Regions from separate parts of the Mus musculus genome. Here all the other regions are linked to region 2. A link is a contact called in public Hi-C and HiChIP or PLAC-seq data. All regions are on one chromosome and are shown on one strand. Each heading gives the region's core, a stretch centred on a gene start, on an enhancer-like site or on the middle of the called end of the contact. The rest is flanking DNA. Distances are from core to core; before and after follow the strand shown. Region 1 overlaps Cyria (CYFIP related Rac1 interactor A). Region 2 holds the start of Nbas (neuroblastoma amplified sequence). Region 3 has its middle 9.2 kb from the start of 4921511I17Rik.

Region 1 (2,700 bases), core at 114-2,613, 970 kb before region 2:
TTAGACCTTGAAACAGTTTTCACTGGGTCTTTGTGATCATATCTAGGGAAAAAAAGAGGCGATGGGGCCATAATGAGAGCACTCAGTCCCCCTTGTTACCCAAATGCTAGCCAATGGATCCAAGCCAGGTTGATGGCAACAAAAGCCACAGAGACACAAGCTTCCCAGTGAAGTGCCTTCTCTAAGTCTGGACTGTACTTTTTATTAGCTTTGCTGATGCACAGCCAATTAGGAGAAACCAAGGAGTGGTAGAACATGTCGCCTTGTTTGTTAAGGGTTCTGCATTCTCTGCTCAGTCATGGTGCCGTGTGAGAACAAAGAGAAATGCTAAAACTTAAGTCTGTGTGTGTGTGTGTGTGTGTGTGTGTGTGTGTGTGTGTGTGTGAGAAAGAGACAGAGACAGACAGGCAGAGAGACAGAGAGACAGAGACAGAGAGGAACAGAAAGAGAGTCAGGCAGAGAGATTCAGAGACAGACCTGGTTTGAATTAGGGTTCTTTATAAAGAGCACGAGGGGGGTGTCATTTATTGAATCATGAACAACCTCAGTAGTGACTGGATGACAGTTGTTCAGCAGTAACCATTAGCTACCAACAGTCCCTCAGGGAGCAGTGGGCCTCTTGACCCTCCTCTATATAATAGAGCTATTTTTGTGAGGTGGTTGAGCCATCAGCAGGTGATGTCATGTTTAATGATGTGTATTTGGACATGGGGAAGCTCTGGAGGCCTCTGTGAGTATCAAAGTCAACAAAATGGGTAGGAGACATCCTAGCAGGGTCTTAGCCATGCCGTGGAGACCCTCTGGGTTATCTGGATGAAGATAGCCCATCCACGTTGGGTGAATGAGATTCACTTAGGCCTTCTGAACGACTAGTAATTTGAAAGTGGCTGAGAGAGAAAACAGATGGTGGTGACATGGGAAAGCTCTGGTGACTCAACAGCTTCTCTTTTGTTTCTAGAACCTTCCATGGCTCACCTGATCTCTCAGGCTTTGCCAAGAGGAGATGGCCTTGTCCTCCAACCCTTTGGAAATTCACTTTCTTTAGCATTTACACCCGGCTTTGTGTTGGAAAGGCCAGGCTGTGGTGCTGGAAATAAAATTTATGGGCACCCACCCACAGGACCCTCTTCCTCATTTACACCACACCCTATTTTCCAAAAACACAGGTCCCAGCTCCACAAGTCTGCTCAGAAAACACTCTCTCACAGAGGGCGTTTCAAAGTAGCTGTTTTCTCTATCATTTCCTACCCCCACTTCACTTCCTGTTTTTTTCTTCCTCTTTCTCCGCCCCCACCCCATCTCTCCTGGCATGTCCCCCGCTGTCTGAGAACAGGAACAGAGCCCAGAGCGTTGATAATCATAATTTCCTGTGGTGCCCTCTGGCTGCAGCTGCTCAGAGCTGAGGCTAGGAGTCCAGCCTCCTGGGGCAGGCAGGCAGGCAGGCAGGGAGCTGGGCAGTCACCCTTGGCTTTCAAAATCCCCTCCACCCTGTCCCAAACAGAACCTAGTAAGAATACTCCTCCCTGTCTTTAGAACACAGGCAGCTTCCAAAGCACTGTGTCCTACATTTGAGGAAGACAATGACTACATAGACAACTTTTGATTTTTCACCCCAATAACTGTAATTCCGTTGATATGGACACCAAGATCTGAGAGTCAGGTGCGGCCCTGTTTCTCTTTCTTTTCCATATTTTAACTTTTGACCATACTTGCTTCCTTCTCTTAACCCCTCCCTCTACTGGTGACACTCCTTTTTCTCTTCTTCCCAGTTAGTCTTCCTCCTCTTTCCTTGCTTGTGTGTGAGTATGCATGTGCATATATATGTGTGTATGCATGTGTGTCTGTAAAAAAGCAGAGGCCACTTACTGCTGTGTCGCTGTTTCACAGTCATTCATAACAATATTTTATAGCAATGTATGTGTACGTGTGTGTGTGTTTATGTGTGTTTGCGTGTGTGTGTGTGTGTGTGTGTGTGTGTGTGTGTTTGCATGTGTGTGTGTTCAAGGAAACCCTGTGCAGGTTGGACTCATCTTTTGTTCTACAGTGCACTTTCTTCATGCCTCAGCAGATGTAGCTGTAAAAAGTTCATGGTTTTGGTTGCTTGGACAAGTGGAGTTCATGGTACCTAGTTAGGACAGTTTTAAGCCAAGTTGGGGAAACATCTGTGTAGAATTCACATGGTATGCCTGGCAGATAGGATTTGGTTAGCAAATGTTAGGTGCTAGATACTTGCACGGCTTCTTTCCGCCCATTTTCTGTGTAGAAGGGTGTCTGGTCAAATTCACTGGCAGGTCAGAAAATCTTTTTAAGAATTGGTACTCAAGGAACACGTCCATAACTTTCCCTATTCTTCTGCAAGATAGGGAGGGAGAGAGGGAGGGAGAGGGAGAGAATTGTTGCCACTAAAAAGCAGAGGCCACCTACTGCTGTGTCCCTGTTTCACAGTCTTTCATAACAATATTTTTATAACAAGAAACATGGGCACCATCCCAGCCACATAGCTGCAGTGGACTGTTTTACCAATTTAGTCTCTTCATGGTAAAACCATAAAAGCTACAAAAACCGCAGTCTGTGGAAAGCATCACCTCCCTGTGTGAACTCTGCTTTTAAAGGGGAGCTGAAACGTGTCTCAGTGTGTGACATGCTTGCTGTACAAGTGTGAAGACCTATGTTCAGATCTTCAGTGTTCACGTTCGGCTG
Region 2 (2,700 bases), core at 36-2,535:
GAAAGTGAGTGTGAACTTAGACAGGAACAAGAGTTCGGAGGGAAGGTGGCATTTAAACTACAACCGGAAGGAGATGAGAGAGCAATAGCAGAGCCACATCAGGTACAACCTCTGTGTACAAAGAACATCCGTGTCAGATCTCCTGATGTTTATGTGTGTCTGTTGTCTTAGAAACAGCAAAGTTGAATGGTGTGTGTGTGTGTGTGTGTGTGGCAAAAGTTTAGCTGTGAGAGTACAAGGTGCAGATGAACTTGGAGAGACATGGGAACAATTAGACACGCTCCAGTTGTGCATTTTATTATACCATTGCCTAATGCACTAAGTTGGTTATTCTACAGGATAATTTCTGAAAGGTATCTTGTGAATTTTCACTTCTTTTCAACTCAACAACAATGTGGTCGTCTTGGTCGTAATTGGCTCTGCTTACACTAAAGGGCCTTGCAAAGACAGGCATATGCTGAATGAATGAATGAATGAATGAATGAATGAATAAACGAGCAAGCAAATGAGGTAAGTTTCCCCTCTAGGGAATCCTCAAGCTGCCCTATCTTTATCGTCCTCCACACCCTTTCTCAGCTTGGCCTCTCTATTCACCCTGTCTGTTATAGCAACGTAATCTTCCTATGTCTTGTGCACCTCCTAACTGATATATTCTCTCCTGACTTCCAGTGAACCCAATTTCTACCTATAGTTGAAGGCCCAGGGCTGGGCCTGATGGCACATCTCTGTACTCTGAGCACTGGGGAGGCTCAGGCAGGAGGACTGGGTCTGAGGCAGGAGGACTGGGTCTGAGGCTAGTCCATGTTGTATGGTGATTTTTAGGACATCCTCTCTTACACAGCTGACAAGCTCTCCTTGTTACAGGGTGTCTTCATCAGCCTCACTGTTTTTTTCTAGGTGCCTAAAGCACCCTTCCTGTGAACTGAATAACCCCTTGGTACATTTAAAGTCCACTCTCCGAACACGTTCTGTGTTTGCAGAAGAATCTGTACATGAACACCAGCACTCTGGGAGGTTCTTGCAGCTTCGTAGACGCTGACTGGGTAAGAAAAGTTCAGTGACTTGACTCATTTCAGGCACAAATGAACAAAAAGTGGACCAGGGTCCAAGACATATCTCATACAAGACAAGGCCATTCTTAGACCCACAGATCTGTCAAGTTTAGCATTCCCTTTCTGTCATTTTTAGCATTCCCTTTCCGCACTTAATTCATTTCACTCTGCCAATCACCAGCGGCCGCGTCCAGGAAAGTATGACCCGCGCGAGTCGCCGTAGTGCCCCTCCCTCCACCACTCTGTTCCCGGCCAACATGGCGGCCCCCGAGTCAGCGCCGGCTTTGAGTCCCGGCTCTGCGGACGAGGAGGAGACGATTCTCTATGACTTGCTGGTCAATACCGAATGGCCACCTGAGACAGAAGTGCAGGTGAGCCGGGCTCTCTTTTTAAGGCTGTAGGCATGGCGCGGGCGCGGGCGCGGGGCGTGTAAAGCCACGTCGCGGTGCCACGCAGTGCAAGTGGAGCGGGGATAGCAGCTGTGTTGTCTCCTGGCAACGGCGGGGCTGCCGGGTCCAGGGCTCGCTGAAGGGTGTCTGTAGTCAGCCTTGGCTCCGAATTCGGCTGTGTATCCCCACTCAGGCTGTCACCCTCTCGGCAGGTCAGTGTCACTCTTCTTCCCTAGGTCCTTGTCATATCCGGACTTGCCTTGTAATCTTGTTACCTGTGGCGGGAGAATTTCGCAGGACTCTATCGTCCTTTAAAAGTCTCAGTAATACGCATTTACTAGTGTGTGTGTGTGTCTGTCTGTCTCTGTCTCTCTCTGTCTCTGTCTCTCTCTGTCTCTGTCTCTCTCAGTGTGTGTGTGTGATACACACACACACACACACACACACACACACACACACTCGGACCCCAGATATGGTGCAGGCTGCTGGGCATTCAGAGACAGTGTTTTCATGGAACTTGCAGTGTGGAGGAGAGATAGCCAATCCAGTGAACGTTTCTCATTACCAAGCCCGAAGTGCTGGCTGAGTAGAATGCCAAGGGAGTGGAGAGAAAGAAGCAGCGGTTCTCCAATTCTGCTGGAGACAAAGTTGTGGTGTTTGCCAACTTATGGACCCTGGAGTTACTAGTTTCCTAGGGAAAGCCTTCGGGTCATAGGGTGAAAGCAGGAGCCCAAGGCCCATTTACTTGACATACATGGTATCAAGTGCCTGGCATGCCCGTGTGTTAGGCCCTGGGGAAGCAGCATGGCTAGGAAGACTCTTAAATCTGGCCCAGTGAGCTCCTTTACCTTGTCTTCTGAGTATTTATTCTGCTTGTCTTCAATTAGGTCTTGTAATGGCAAAAAGCTGCATATATTGTTATTCGTTTCGGTTTCTAGTGAGTGACGTGGACATTTTGTAGATGATGAAATTGAGAGGCTGCTGCCGCCTTTAAGTTGGATAAAGATATCTAGCATTTCAGAAATGTCTGTAATACTGTCTCAATGCTTAGCACTATACGTTGATTAAAAAAACAACACGGAGTCAACTTATATTGAAATCTCGTTGTCCTCTGCCTTTTCTTATCTGCCTTCTTTATTGATTTCTACATCTGTTTCCTACAGCTGTTGCCCTATAAGCTCTGCCTGGGATCAACTTTATATCCCTCCACTGTGCCAAATTGTTCCCTGATGATTCCTTCATGTTTGTTAAGCGAGCGT
Region 3 (2,700 bases), core at 34-2,533, 870 kb before region 2:
ATATAATAGTTGCCCCAGGCCTGACAGAAAGACCAGGAAAGCCGCCTGAAAGTCCTCAGTCTCCCACTATATCCCAACTCCAGCAGAAGCGAGGACTGTAGAAAAAGACAAGGAAGCAGCAATGGAAAGGTGGGTTTCTATCTAGATCGGTCTGGTCCTAGATCTCACCTTTCACTGCACAACTGGGTGCTGTTTGTATTGGTGACAGAACATAAATAACACACAAGCTCAAAGTTTAGATCAACTTGCCCTTAGTTCACCAGCTGGATTACTCTAAATACCAGCTAAGTTAAAGGTAGGTGATGCTTATAACAGTAGGTCGCACGTAGGGAGTGGGGGACAAGTGTTTACCCTGCCATCTGTTTCTCCATTGAATCTTTCTGAAATTATGTGAGTATAATCTTTTTTTTTTTTTTTTTTTTTTTTTTTTTTGGGTTTTGGTTTTTTGAAACAGGGTTTCTCTGTGTAGCCCTGGCTGTCCTGGAACTCACTCTGTAGACCAGGCTGGCCTCGAACTCAGAAATCCGCCTGTCTCTGCCTCCCAAATTCTGGGATTAAAGGCGTGAGCCACCATTTTTAGAGTCTATGCTCAAAGCAGCATAAGATAAAAATCTCTTAGAATCACGTGGTCAGGTTGTTCCCCACGCCTCCGTCTTCCACGCGCCACTGTGCACCCTAGTTTACTCTATGCTATTGTACAAGTTGCCTTGAGAGACAAACCACTGGCCCTCGGTTTACCTAACAGCATAGTATAAGGGGTGAGAGTAGACACAATCTCTACACTCTACCCAATCTTACCTTCTGCGCCATCCGGTTTTTCCGGTGCAGTGTTTCTACTTACCATAGGGGGCGCTCGAGGCCAAGACCAGCCTCCTAGGCAGTAATATTTTTCCCAGGACAATTCAGTCAGCTGCCAGCCCGTGCACAAGTTCCCTTGTCACATAAAATTCTCCTTCTGACACTGTTTCCTTTTAGAAAGCAAGTAAATCATAACTTTTCACTTAAGCATTTCTGCTTCTAGTCAGACCTGCTTTAGCCCGAAGTTGAAAAAGAGTACATTTGCTTGGATCGTATTTCAACTCAGTCTAATAGATATTTGCTTAGGGGGGAAAGGGGTTGAAGAAAAAAGGGAAATGTCAAAACGGAATAATAAAATGGTCTATAAACAGAAGCAGGTTTTCTGCGATACGTTACCCCGATAAACCCGATAATGGTTCCCAAATGCACCGCCCTGGGTTGATGCCAGGTTGGGCAGCCGGGTGGGGGTGGGGGGACGCTCTGGGTTATTTTTAATTTTACTGTAGCCAAACCATGACCTCATTCTGATGGAATTCTCTCCCACCAAAGAGCTGTATCGAGTATTTGTCGGCTGAAATTCATTTGAACGTAGATTCATCGGAAACATGTGTGGCCACAAAAGCAGCCCAGAGGAACAGAGGAGTGGGGGAGGGGAAGAGCGGGGTTGTCAAGGAAGCCCTTCCTTTTGTTTTAACCGATCAGACTTGTCCTCGAAGGGGCTTTGGCTCTTTGATGAGAGCCTCTGTTCTTTGTGACCAGTCTGCACCTCTTTAGCTTCCCCAGAACAGGTTTCCCCTAAATAACCAGGACATTCAGTCCAACTCATGACCCTCCAGAGATCATGACCCTGCTACGGCTCTGTGCCTCAGAAGACAGGAACATTGGCTAATATCCAACCAACTTGAAGATAGTCATAATAATAGATATGGTTAATTGCATCCATCCTGTACTTTATAAATGACCTACTGTGTGTATTGTATGTACTGTGTAATAGCTTTCCACATACTATCTCTGATCCTCACAGCAAACGGAGGAGATATGTCACCCTTCATTTCATATATGAAGATGTTGGGGTTAGAGGTATGAACTTTGTAGTAGCACATGATCATTTTGTAGCTTAATCAAGTTTCAAACCTAAGCCTGATTTATGTATGACTTCTGCTCTGTCTAGATTTCCACAACAAAAGTCATATGTAACATAGAGAAAAGGATCCAGACTATTGGATCAGGAAAGTTTCCTGAAAGAGGCATCATTTGGGTGTATATAAAGGACGGATGATATTTGTACAAAAGGAGATACGTTACAGAGACAGATTGTCAGGAAAACTGTTGCATCTGGATGCTGCCAGGTTTGATCTCCAAGAGGGAGTATGGGCAATTCTCATGGGCTTATGCCACAGAGCACACCTGACTTCCAAATGCCTTGAACAGGCTTGACCTGAAGGGGCATCTAGTGTGATTGACAGGTTTGGAAAAGGAAGGGCTAACATGACCACAATGAGGCAACTGGAGTGGAGACAGGAAGGCTGGGAAGGCATGAGAAGACCGGGAAGGAGGTTAAGAGAGGGAGCTAGTTACAGGGAGAGCTCACATGATAGGCAAAAATGTAATGCAGAGTATGTGGTGACTGACTAGCTGGCAAGGGGCTGGGGAGTGGGAAAGAGAATCTAGCATGGATCCAGGTCTCTGGAAAGGAGTGACGGGGTTGGCATGGCATCGTCTTCCCAAAGCGTGTTTGTGGGCAACATGAGCAAATCTACTGACTGAGCGTGTTCAGCTTGAGTTCTGCTGTTCTGTCTCCCCAGATTCCCACAAGGCTGGCTGAAATCATGTTCTTTCTGTCCCTGGGCTCTGAGCAAAAGCTCCAAGAGAAGGCGCAGATAGAGTGCCATAGCTTCTCAT

What was found. A called contact is a pair of places that touch in the nucleus more often than the background predicts. HiChIP or PLAC-seq counts read pairs in DNA pulled down with a chosen protein or histone mark.
Region 1: a Hi-C map of B cells shows a contact between it and region 2, with 6 read pairs. The contact joins the enhancer-like site here to the promoter of Nbas in region 2. A contact is called at or near these places in 3 of 39 promoter capture datasets (cranial neural crest, maxillary cranial neural crest and pre-B cells), 1 of 484 Hi-C or Micro-C datasets (B cells) and 3 of 115 datasets of contacts at active chromatin or transcription factors (astrocytes, embryonic stem cells and large pre-B cells).
Region 3: an H3K4me3 HiChIP or PLAC-seq map of craniofacial prominence shows a contact between it and region 2, with 6 times the contacts expected there. The contact joins the enhancer-like site here to the promoter of Nbas in region 2. A contact is called at or near these places in 4 of 39 promoter capture datasets (embryonic stem cells, liver and pre-B cells), 1 of 115 datasets of contacts at active chromatin or transcription factors (craniofacial prominence) and 2 of 9 other capture datasets (adipose tissue and macrophages).

Annotation. Positions count from the first base shown.
Region 1 is chr12:12,300,733-12,303,432 of GRCm38.p6, forward strand. All of the region lies in intron 1 of Cyria (CYFIP related Rac1 interactor A), which reads left to right. Among named protein-coding and RNA genes, the nearest start is that of Gm34407, 13 kb to the left of the region's middle. Within about 2 kb of position 1,364, at least 114 of the 459 cell types and tissues checked have an H3K27ac peak or open chromatin away from gene starts, as enhancers often do. A contact at or near this core is called in B cells and pre-B cells, where this site is marked.
Region 2 is chr12:13,267,842-13,270,541 of GRCm38.p6, forward strand. Nbas (neuroblastoma amplified sequence) reads left to right here and starts at 1,286. Exons shown (of 52, transcript NM_027706.1): 1 at 1,286-1,423. The coding sequence starts at 1,310.
Region 3 is chr12:12,400,363-12,403,062 of GRCm38.p6, forward strand. No RefSeq gene overlaps it. Among named protein-coding and RNA genes, the nearest start is that of 4921511I17Rik, 9.2 kb to the left of the region's middle. Within about 2 kb of position 1,284, at least 31 of the 459 cell types and tissues checked have an H3K27ac peak or open chromatin away from gene starts, as enhancers often do. A contact at or near this core is called in craniofacial prominence, where this site is marked.